Linked DNA regions of Mus musculus: region 2 is linked to region 1. A link is a contact called in public Hi-C data. All regions are on one chromosome and are shown on one strand. The core of a region is the stretch at or near the end of the contact, and the rest is flanking DNA. Distances in the headings are between cores, read along the strand shown.

Region 1 (4,899 bases), core at 867-3,366:
AGACTTGAGGCTACCAGGCTTGAATAATGATCTGGAGAAAGGTGAGGTAAGTTGAGGAGCTTAAATATCCAAAGAATAGACCAAGGAGATTTTTTTACAGTTCAGGATCTTGTGACTGGAAAGAATTTCAGGGTGTATCTAGAATAACCCTTTAATTCAGCAACTGAGGAAACGAAAAAATGAAGAAAGCCAACTCCCCAGTTCTACGCAGTAGAAATTCAGGACCCACTGGATGTGATACAATGAGGAATAGCTAGTTTGTAGAGTCAATCTTAACATTGCCAACACAACAAATTTTTCCACCAGTTGGGCGTGACCCCATTTGTGACATCGGTGAAAGGTTATCCACATAACATTTTCTGGCTTGTCTATGTACTTCGCTGAATTTACCCTAAACACCTCCAATCAGTACATAACACCCTTGTGGGTATTCAAGCCTTGAATGGAGGCTCAGAGCAACTTCCCAGGCTCTGCAGCTGACTTCTACTGTTTCTTACCGTGATGCTGTGTCTGACTTGTCTGCCATGGTTCCTAAGGCTGGAACTTGAGAGAGCTGGCTACGCACAAACATTGCCCTTCTCTTAGGTGGATGAATACACTTAGTGAGATTGTAGGTCTGTCATTTGGTGACAGCTAGTGACACTGCAGAACAGGACAGATGGGTGAAACACCAAAGAAATGCATCCCACAGAGGCTCAGTGAAGCAAGGGTTCATCAACCAATTCATCATCTGGTTAAAAAGGGAAATAAAAAGGACAAGAATTTTCTGCCACAGGTTACACACTGGTCAAGCAGTGGGGAGGTGTTTTGTTTTGTCTTGTGTTGTGTTGTTTTGGTTTTGCTTTTCTTTTGGCCTGGTATCACTTATATAAAAACATACTAAGAGATAAGATTTGCATTAACAAGGAAGCTACTTTAAACCTCCATTTTAATTTTTATACAATTCTCTCTCTCTCTCTCTCTCTCTCTCTCTCTCTCTCTCTCTCTCTCTCTCTGTGTGTGTGTGTGTGTGTGTGTGTGTGTGTGTGTGTGTGTGTGTGTGTGTGTAAAACAACAGGCACTCAGAGTCATTAATGACTAGTGAAAATAAGTAGTGAATTGCAACCAAGATACAATAAACCTGACTGTGAAACAGAAACCAGGGAAGTTCCTGCTTGCCTTGCAGAGGCTCGCTGAAACCTTAGGGCTTGGATGGAGGCCACTCAGCTGCTCCAAGAGCCAACTTCATTCAGCCTCGGGGCTCCAGAGCCAAGAGCAGGTGCAGTTACTTGCCTGCTCTCCCCAGAGGCTACCAAGAGTTCTGCTGAGACTCACACTGTCAACAAAGGCCAGGAAAAAGGGACTTTCTTGGATGTTTCAGTAGCCTGTGTCAGAGATGGAGACTCAGACAAACAAAAAGGCTAGTCCAGGTACTTGGGTTCTTGCCTGTACTCATGACACTTCAGACCCAGAGATGCTGAGGGTGCCGCCAGTTTTGCCTTGGTGTCCTTTCTGAATCTTTCACCACTTGCTGAAAGCCTCTGCCACAGCTGCTTTTTCTACCACACTAGAAGAGCATACATTTAACTGTCTATGCATTATCTACTGTGTATCTGTCTGTCTATCTATCTATCTATCTATCTATCTATCTGTCTGTCTATCTATCACCTATCTTTCTATTCATTTATCTATCTATTCTGAATTATCTTTTTCCACTTCAGCTAAAGTATCACTTTCTTGCAGTTGTAGAACACTCCCTCTTGCTGATCCCCCCATCCCCCAAATCAGAGCATCATGGCAAAGACCAGGGCCTTAATCTCTCACTGTCCAGAGAGAATCTAGGAGCCCAGGTTTGCCTCCAAGAACGCCTATAACTAAGAAAACCCTAGTCAGAACAAAGCTGCCAAAAGTTCTCTACCCACCAAACTCAGATTCCCTGACACCTGGGAAGTTTGAGGGAACTAAATAAATGGTAGGGTGTGGGTAAGGAAGGCTCCTGAAGAGCTGAGCCACCTTCCCGAAAGGCCCTCCAGAGGCTACAGCAGCACCGGATTCTGCACTGCAGGCTGAAGCCTATTTAATTGCTGGTAATTAAGGCCGGATCTATAGTTTCTGGGCATGCCCTGTGGGGGAGGGCCTGCCTTCCTGGCCTCTGGTGAGCTGCAGGGAAGCAATCAGTGCTGCACGGATCTTGCAGCTCTGCAGTTCATAGCAGGGCCTGTTGCTGGGCAATTTCCAGCACAAAGGTTGTTTGTAAAGCTGCATTTTGAAGCTAGAAACTTGTCTTTTCAAAAGAAATAAGTATAGAGTAGAAACAGTTCATCCTTATGGAGCGCGTACTAGAGGTCTGACATTGTGGTAAGCATGTTTAATTCTCAAAAGATGGTGGTGGGTAAATTTTTAATTGATGGTGATAAGATTAGATAATTCACTCTAGACCCACAGTTGGCACAGAGTTAAAATCTAATTAATTGGATTCCAGAATCCCGGCTGTTAGCCACTGTGGTCTTCAGCAGAGACTGCAAACTGGTAGCCTTATTTGTAAACCTTCAAGGTGTATAGATCCGTGAGTCCCACGTTCTTCTTTCTTTTCTCTCTTTTTTTCTTCTTTTGACTGCCCTGAATTGTTTCTTAGGTACGAATGTTTACAAACATTACTTACATCTTGTGCTAATGGCAACAGTGGGGCTGGAGAGTATTGAGCCCCATGAGAACCACACCAACCATAAGATGAATTGTGTGGCCCTTCCCTTGGTTCTGGTTCTCGCTGCTCGCCAGAGTCAGGACTTGTGTTCAGTGACTCACTGGGCCCCATGGTTCCTTCTGAGAGCTTTAAGGATTTCCCCAGTGAGGATAACCTTGAAGATTTTATATGTGGAATCTTCCCCCGCCCAGTAAGAATTCAAGACTCTCAAAGCCCCACAGTGGGGTCCAACTCTTCAGAGGCGGACTGAAGAGTTCCAGCAAACGAGCTAACCAGGTTTGCTGTAAGATGCGCCTTTAGGAGCTGGGCGTTTGCAGCCACCGGGGGGGGGGGGGGGGGGCGCAGAGAGCTGTCACTATTGCCAGCAGTGTACCTTCATGCCCTTGTGGGCATCCATCTCAGGTCACCTGATGGCTGCCCTGGATGGAAAGGAAGGAGCCCTTTCTCATAATCCCTTTAGTGGCTCTGCTCACATTACTTTAAAATATGGAAATGCCCAATAAAAATTCAGATTTCTGGTGTTCTTGGGGGAAAAAAAACTGCTAATAATACAGGCAGTGAATTGGGTCTGAGTGATCATTGCCCCTTCTCTGGGGTAGGCAGCATCTAGTCTCTCCTGCTTGTGCCACTCCATCTAAACCCTAGCCTGTCTCCTGCCCTCCCTGGCATGCTGAGACTGTGACACTGTTTGCCATTAAGCAAAGTACAATAAGAGCAGGAGGAGGGTTAGAATAAAGAGGCAGGGTAGTGAGGCTCAGACTCACCAGCAGCAAGGGCAATTGCAGTCATTCATTCAAAGAGGAAAAGCCCGTTGTTGCAGGAGTCTAATGTGTCCCCAGTCTCATTGTTAAGCTTACAGATAAGCAGAGACAAGCTGGCTCGGGGTGGGTTGAGAGTCCCAGAAATCTCAAGATGCACTGCTGCCCCAGACCGCATGTCTCTCCTCATCTGCTTTTAAGAGATTACTTTTCAGAAGGCTTGGCCATAAGCCCTGCTTTATCATTCCTGCCGGAGCTTCCAGCTGGACAGAATCTGCAAGCTAAAAGCTTTCGTCTTACAGAAAAGAAGAGCATTTGGCTGCCTGCAGCTGGCCAGCTTCACGGGCCTGCTTGCTTCTGGGTAACCAAGTGGGAAATTTCATCTGTGCTTTGAGTTTCTTGCAATTTCTGTCTATTCCTGGTAAGGGCAGAGTTCAGGTTCATTCCTGCACACCCACAGCCCTCCCTATTAGAAGGCACTGGAGACCTGGTCATCAGAGTCCATCAAAGGCAAGGATGACCATGAACTGGGCGATGCTGAGGTACAGATTGTGATGTAAATTAAGGGAGCAAGAACGATCCCATAAATACTTCCTTTTTTTTTTTTTTTTTTTTTAAAGATTTATTTATTTATTATATGTAAGTACACTGTAGCTGTCTTCAGACACTCCAGAAGAGGGCGTCAGATCTTGTTACAGATGGTTGTGAGCCACCATGTGGTTGCTGGGATTTGAACTCCTGACCTTCGGAAGAGCAGTCGGGTGCTCTTACCCACTGAGCCATCTCACCAGCCCCCCATAAATACTTCCTAAGAAGCAGAAGGCCCAGTCCGATTCCCCAACTTCCACCAGACTCCAGACGGCTTTGTCTTAGAACACAGCCTTCTACACACTGGAAAGACAATGAAGCCTGACCTGCTGACCCTGTAGGTGACTAGGTTTTCGTCTGGCGACCTGGAGGGCAGCTGCCATGTTCATACTTGCTCAGCTGCAATACGCTAGCATGCTGCCCACCTCTCCTTCAAGACTATGGACTAGCTCATAGAAGGCTGCTTTTTTCCTCAACATACCCCTCCAGGCTTCCTGACTGAGCACAGATGATGGAGCAGGGTTGTCATTGTCTGAATAGAAAACCTCTTCCATGTTTTAACTGTTTGGTTCCCAGTTAGCGACACTATTTGGGGGAGGTTTTGGAAACTCCAGGTGGGACCTAACTACGTGAAATAGCCACTAGATGCAGGGCTTTAGGACAGTGGTGGGCAGGGATGGGGGGGGGGGTGTGGGTCTTGTCCCTGGTTTCTTCCTGTCTCTCTGCTTTCTATCCACTTTAAGGTGAGCAGCTGCCCTCCCCCACACAGTCCCACCGCAGTGATGGTCTTTTGCCTGAATATTTTGGGCCAAAAGACCATGGTCTGAACCCTCTGAGTCTGTGAGTCAAGGTAGCCTATGTGAAGTGGTT
Region 2 (4,899 bases), core at 1,049-3,548, 220 kb before region 1:
AACCCTGCGATGAGAGGCATCAAAATTAGACCTTTGAGGAAGAGCTTCCTCATAGGAGGGGGTGGGAAAAAACAAGGGTAAGTGACAAAGAGAGTTGACAGGATCTAATTGATTGAAAGAAATGGGACAGTGAGAGGGGGAGGGGATGAGGGAGAGAGAGAAAGAGAGAGAGAGACAGAGAGAGAGAGAGACAGAGTGAGAGAGACAGGCAGAGAGAGAGACAGAGACAGAGAGAGACAGAGTGAGAGAAACAGGCAGAGAGAGAGACAGGCAGAGAGAGAGACAGGCAGAGAGGGAGAGAGAGATTAGTGTTTAAAGTACATTTATTCAGCAACAATGATATTCTTTAGAATTATGTGGTGAGAAACCAAGTTTCTCAGTGTTTTCAAATCCTTGGCAAGTTACCTCTCATGGAGATTCAGGGACAATACATTAACATTCCCAGGAATTCTCAGAGACTTCAAAGTTCTCACTTTAAACAAACTTTTGAAAATCCTCACACTCAAGTATTATTTGGACAGCTAAATTTCACGTTAACGTTTAGAAAGGAGAACTTAGTACAAGTTCTTGGAATGAGTCCTTATGGTATATCACATTATCAGTACAAACTAAGGCCTTAACTGGGCAGTGCTCACGTGGGGTTCCACGAGAGGCTGTTATGCTATGGGGAGACCTAGATTTTAACGTCTGGTTTTTATCATTTGAAAATTCCTGTAGGCTGCAGTTCTTTGTCAGTACCACTTCAGAATGTATGGTTTATAAGTACTCAAAATATTTGGTATGTTTGAAGAAACATGCCATGGGACCATGTGGATAGAACAGTGCAGATGTGCTTCTTTGGATGTGGGGGCACATATATGTAATCCTAACACTCCGGAGGATGGTGAACTCAAGGCCAGCCTGGGCTAAATAGTAAGACTAGCCTGAGCTATATTTGGAAACTCTGTCTAAAGAAACAACAAATAAAAAACTAACACCCCAGTCCCACAATTCTTTTAGTCACTAAGACCCTCCAGGAACAACGTTTGGTTAAATCTCACCTATGCTTCTTATTTGGGTAAGTTTTTGTACTTCTCTGACCTTGATTTATCCATCTGTGAGTTGGGAGCAATACTTACTCCTTAGTAGCTGATATGCTCATACAGCTCTTAAGGCACGACAGCTCCATTGGTTATGTTTGTATAACTCCTCAGAGCTGTGGCCACGCAGGTAGGTACATCCTAAATGGCTTGCATTTGCATGTGTGTAGAGTCAGAATGAGCCGGTTGACATCTTTTTTATTTTTATTTTCAGTTTTTAATTAGAAATTTTCTTTATTTACATTTCAAATTTTATCCCCTTTCCTCATTTCCCTTCTGAAAATCCCCCTATCCCATCTCCTCTCCCTGCTCACTAACCCACCCACTCCTGCTTCCCTGTCCTGGCATTCCCCTACACCGGGGCATTGAGCCTTCACAAGGCCAAGGGCCTCTCCTCTCATTGAGGTCCCACAAGGCCATTCTCTGCTACATATGTGGCTAAAGCCTTGAGTCCCTCCTTGTGTACTCTTTGGTTGGTGGCTTAGTCCCTGGGAGCTCTGGGGGTACTGGTTGGTTCATATTGTTGTTCCTCCTATGGGTCTGCAAACCCCTTTAGCTCCTTGGGTCCTTTCTCTAGCTCCTCCATTGACATCTTGACATCTCCAGTTGACATCTTGAGATGCCTTTGTGCCTTCTGATTCTTCACAACTGTGAAGATTCTGTAACAATTAGTCAGCTTCGTGTAACGGTAAAAGCCAGGCTGTCTCCTGGGTTGTCTGGAAGGAGGCTGAGATAGGAAATGCTTGCAAACAGCTCCTAATCGTATTAGATCACTTGACAGTTTTGCATGAGCCATAAGTTGATAAACGAGGAAGGCCGGTCACTGTCGCAGTTATTAATGAGAAAAGCTACCGTCTTTATGGTAATGCATTTTGATGAGGGAGAAAAAAAATCACCTCCGGCAGAACCCATAAATGTGCAGTTGCTGCCTGGTTACTGCCTCTGCCCTTTTCTGGGCTTGTGTCAGAGAGGAGACACAGGCACAGAAATACAACGATGAGCCCTGAAGCCACACCTTCTGAGAAGCAGGCTTAGGGCAGACCATGTCACACATTGAACTCAAGGCTACTCTGCCTTTCTCGGCCAGGCCTCCTGAGACAGCTTGAAGTGGGTTTAAAAAAAAAAAAGATCATGTGCTTGGCCTTGCAAGACTTCAGTAGAGAAATTCAGCATCTGATAGGCTTACCTCTCTGCCAGTCTTTGACATGAGGCGATATCATTGGAAGAGGCAGTGAGGTTTTGACTGGGAGGGAGGGACATGTGCCGTAGGAGGGAGTGCTGGCCAGCATGCAGACTTTCTTACTGCTAAAGATGAAAGAGAAGTGATTATTATTACTCAACATATGTCCTAGTTACCATGGAAGGAGCCATGGGTTAGAAGTTCGATTGCCCTACCACTAAGTGGGTTTGCCTTTGGACACTAAGTGGGTTTGCCTTTGGACACTAAGTGGGTTTGCCTTTGGACACTAAGTGGGTGGGCCTTTGGACACTAAGTGGGTGGGCCTTTGGACACTAAGTGGGTGGGCCTTTGGACCAGGCCAAACTGACAGCTGTAGTACCGATTCTCTCTGATGTCCGAATCAAAATGGCTCTAGCTTAGGCTCTGATGGCTTACTGTGCTTTGCTATTCTAAAATTCACTTTCTTGGAGAAATGTTGCTAATGATGAAATGAACAAACAGACTGTTGGTTCCAGCTCAGGAGCCTGGGTTTCTTTAGCACCAGGGTTTTAAAACCCCTAGTACTTTAGCTGGGGCCATACACACAGCTCAGTGTTAGAAGTTACTGTGCAAGCATCAGACCATATCTTCAATTCTCAGATACAGTAAAGCTCACAGTACTTGTAGAAACCATCGCTTTACTTTATATACCCTTCCACATGCCCAGAAAAACACCATCTCTTTTTGCCTACTTACCCACTCCTAAGCCTTTCTGTTGGATGTTAGGAACCCATTGTAAGACAAGGATGACCCTTGAAGCAAAAACCAGGCCCAAATATTCTGGGTAGGAGCTAAGTGGACCAAAATAGCTCACAGACCCACAAGTTGCAGAAAAGATGAGACGGAAGATGCAGGCTCTTCTTTCCCCCACCCATGACCCAAGAACACTGTGAACTTGGTAATAGGATATGCTTTTAGGAGGCAGCCTCGCTATTTTAGAAATGGGTTTTGTAGCTGCTATGTAAAATCAGCATAGCTATTCACCAAGCAAATCAATGAAAAAAATACCATGTGCCAATTTGTGCTGGAGAACCACAGCTCCTCAAGCAATTACCAAGGCTGGCAAGATTGCACACTTTCCACCCACACCTGGAGAGTCCTGGTTTATTTTTAGGTAGTTGTGTCTGGGTTGGGCAACGGCTGTGCTGGAAGAGTTTCAACCTGTGCTGACTGACCTGTTCACATGAAACCACCTTTCTTCTACACTTGGAAGAAACCCATAACCCATAGTTATTCATCTCTTCATTTTCCTACTCTTTCTTCTGAAACACATTCTTACTTGCAACAGCATCTTACCAGGGCACTAGGCTACAAAAGATAGTGTGTGTGTGATGTGTGTGTGTGTGTGTGTGTGTGTGTGTGTGTGTGTGTGCTGGTGTGCATGCATGTGGTGGTAGTAAAGCAGTTTCTCAGGGCTGTTATGAGAATCTGCCATATACTGGTGGCTTAAAACAACTGGTAGTTATTGTTTCAAAGTTCAGGAAGCTGCACACCTGAAAACAAGATGTCAATAGGGCCGTGCTCACTCCGAAGGCTCTAAAAGAGAACCCTTTCTTGATTGGCCAGTTTCTGGTGTTTGTTTCTGATCTTTAGCATTTGGGGCCCTGGAGATGAATCACCCAACTCTTGTCTGTGTCCACACTTAACATTTTCTTCTGGGTCTATGCTTGGACTTTTTTTTTTTTTCATATAACAGCACCAATCACTGGCTCAGAGTCCACCCCAAATCACTAACTTCTTTTAAACTTGATTGTATCTTCAAAATGCGTCTTTCCAAATAAGATTGAATTCACAGTGCTTAGGATATTGAACATGTCCTCTGGGAGGACATAATTCAACTGGAAATAGGAATTATTGTTTTGGCAGTCATTTCACCCCAAGGTCCATATGGCTTCCTCCCGCACTATAGAGACTGGAAACCTTGGAATTATGTTCCCCAGAATCCCTCAGCATCAGAGCTCTGTTTTATAGTCTCCCAATGACAGAAAGTCATGCAATGAAGGAAGAAGAGAATAGAAGTTCTTGCTCCTGAGGGAGCATCACCAAGCAAACATGGTTGATCAATGGCAGATGTGGGATTACTGCAATAACTTCCATGTGCCCTCCTCAAGTTGCCTCTCTTGTTGTTGAAGAAAGCTGAGATCATTGCTGGTCACTGTGCAATCCCAGACTTCTTGGAAGCATTTGGTTTCTCTCTGTGGCCTTTGCCTCCTCGGTCCTCCTAACAGTTTTAACAGCTTCCTCCTTCCTCTGAAACCCCTCGAGTGGTGCCTGCTTTTCTGAGTAGGTATTGCGGTATCTTCTTGAAGTGATATCTGAGAACTTCCACAGTTTAAATTCCAACCTGCCTGAGAGCCCTCTCAGACTACTGGGCAGTTGGGAAATGTCTTACCCCTCAGTGACCGGTGAGCCTGCAGAGTGACTCGCGGCTGTCATAATCCGCCCAACCAAAGAGTCGGAATGAGGTTTCTCTGGAAAAGTTTACAATCATCAGGGGTCAGTACACACGAGGCTAGGTTACAGTGGAAAAAGCAAATGATGGTGCTCTTCGGTTGCCATGGAAACTGCAAAGGCAAGCATATGTGTCAGTTCTTTGGTTCA

The links. Hi-C and Micro-C count contacts between places; a contact is called where the count stands out from the background.
Region 2: a contact with region 1 is called in a Hi-C map of the N1E-115 cell line, with 2.0 times the contacts expected there. The contact joins two enhancer-like sites. A contact is called at or near these places in 1 of 484 Hi-C or Micro-C datasets (the N1E-115 cell line) and 4 of 115 datasets of contacts at active chromatin or transcription factors (bone marrow-derived dendritic cells, embryonic basal ganglia, embryonic stem cells and 1 more).

Annotation. Positions count from the first base shown.
Region 1 is chr13:99,559,593-99,564,491 of GRCm38.p6, reverse strand. No RefSeq gene overlaps it. Among named protein-coding and RNA genes, the nearest start is that of Gm26559, 45 kb to the right of the region's middle. Within about 2 kb of position 2,116, at least 31 of the 459 cell types and tissues checked have an H3K27ac peak or open chromatin away from gene starts, as enhancers often do. A contact at or near this core is called in the N1E-115 cell line, where this site is marked.
Region 2 is chr13:99,783,005-99,787,903 of GRCm38.p6, reverse strand. No RefSeq gene overlaps it. Among named protein-coding and RNA genes, the nearest start is that of Gm24471, 93 kb to the right of the region's middle. Within about 2 kb of position 2,298, at least 5 of the 459 cell types and tissues checked have an H3K27ac peak or open chromatin away from gene starts, as enhancers often do. A contact at or near this core is called in the N1E-115 cell line, where this site is marked.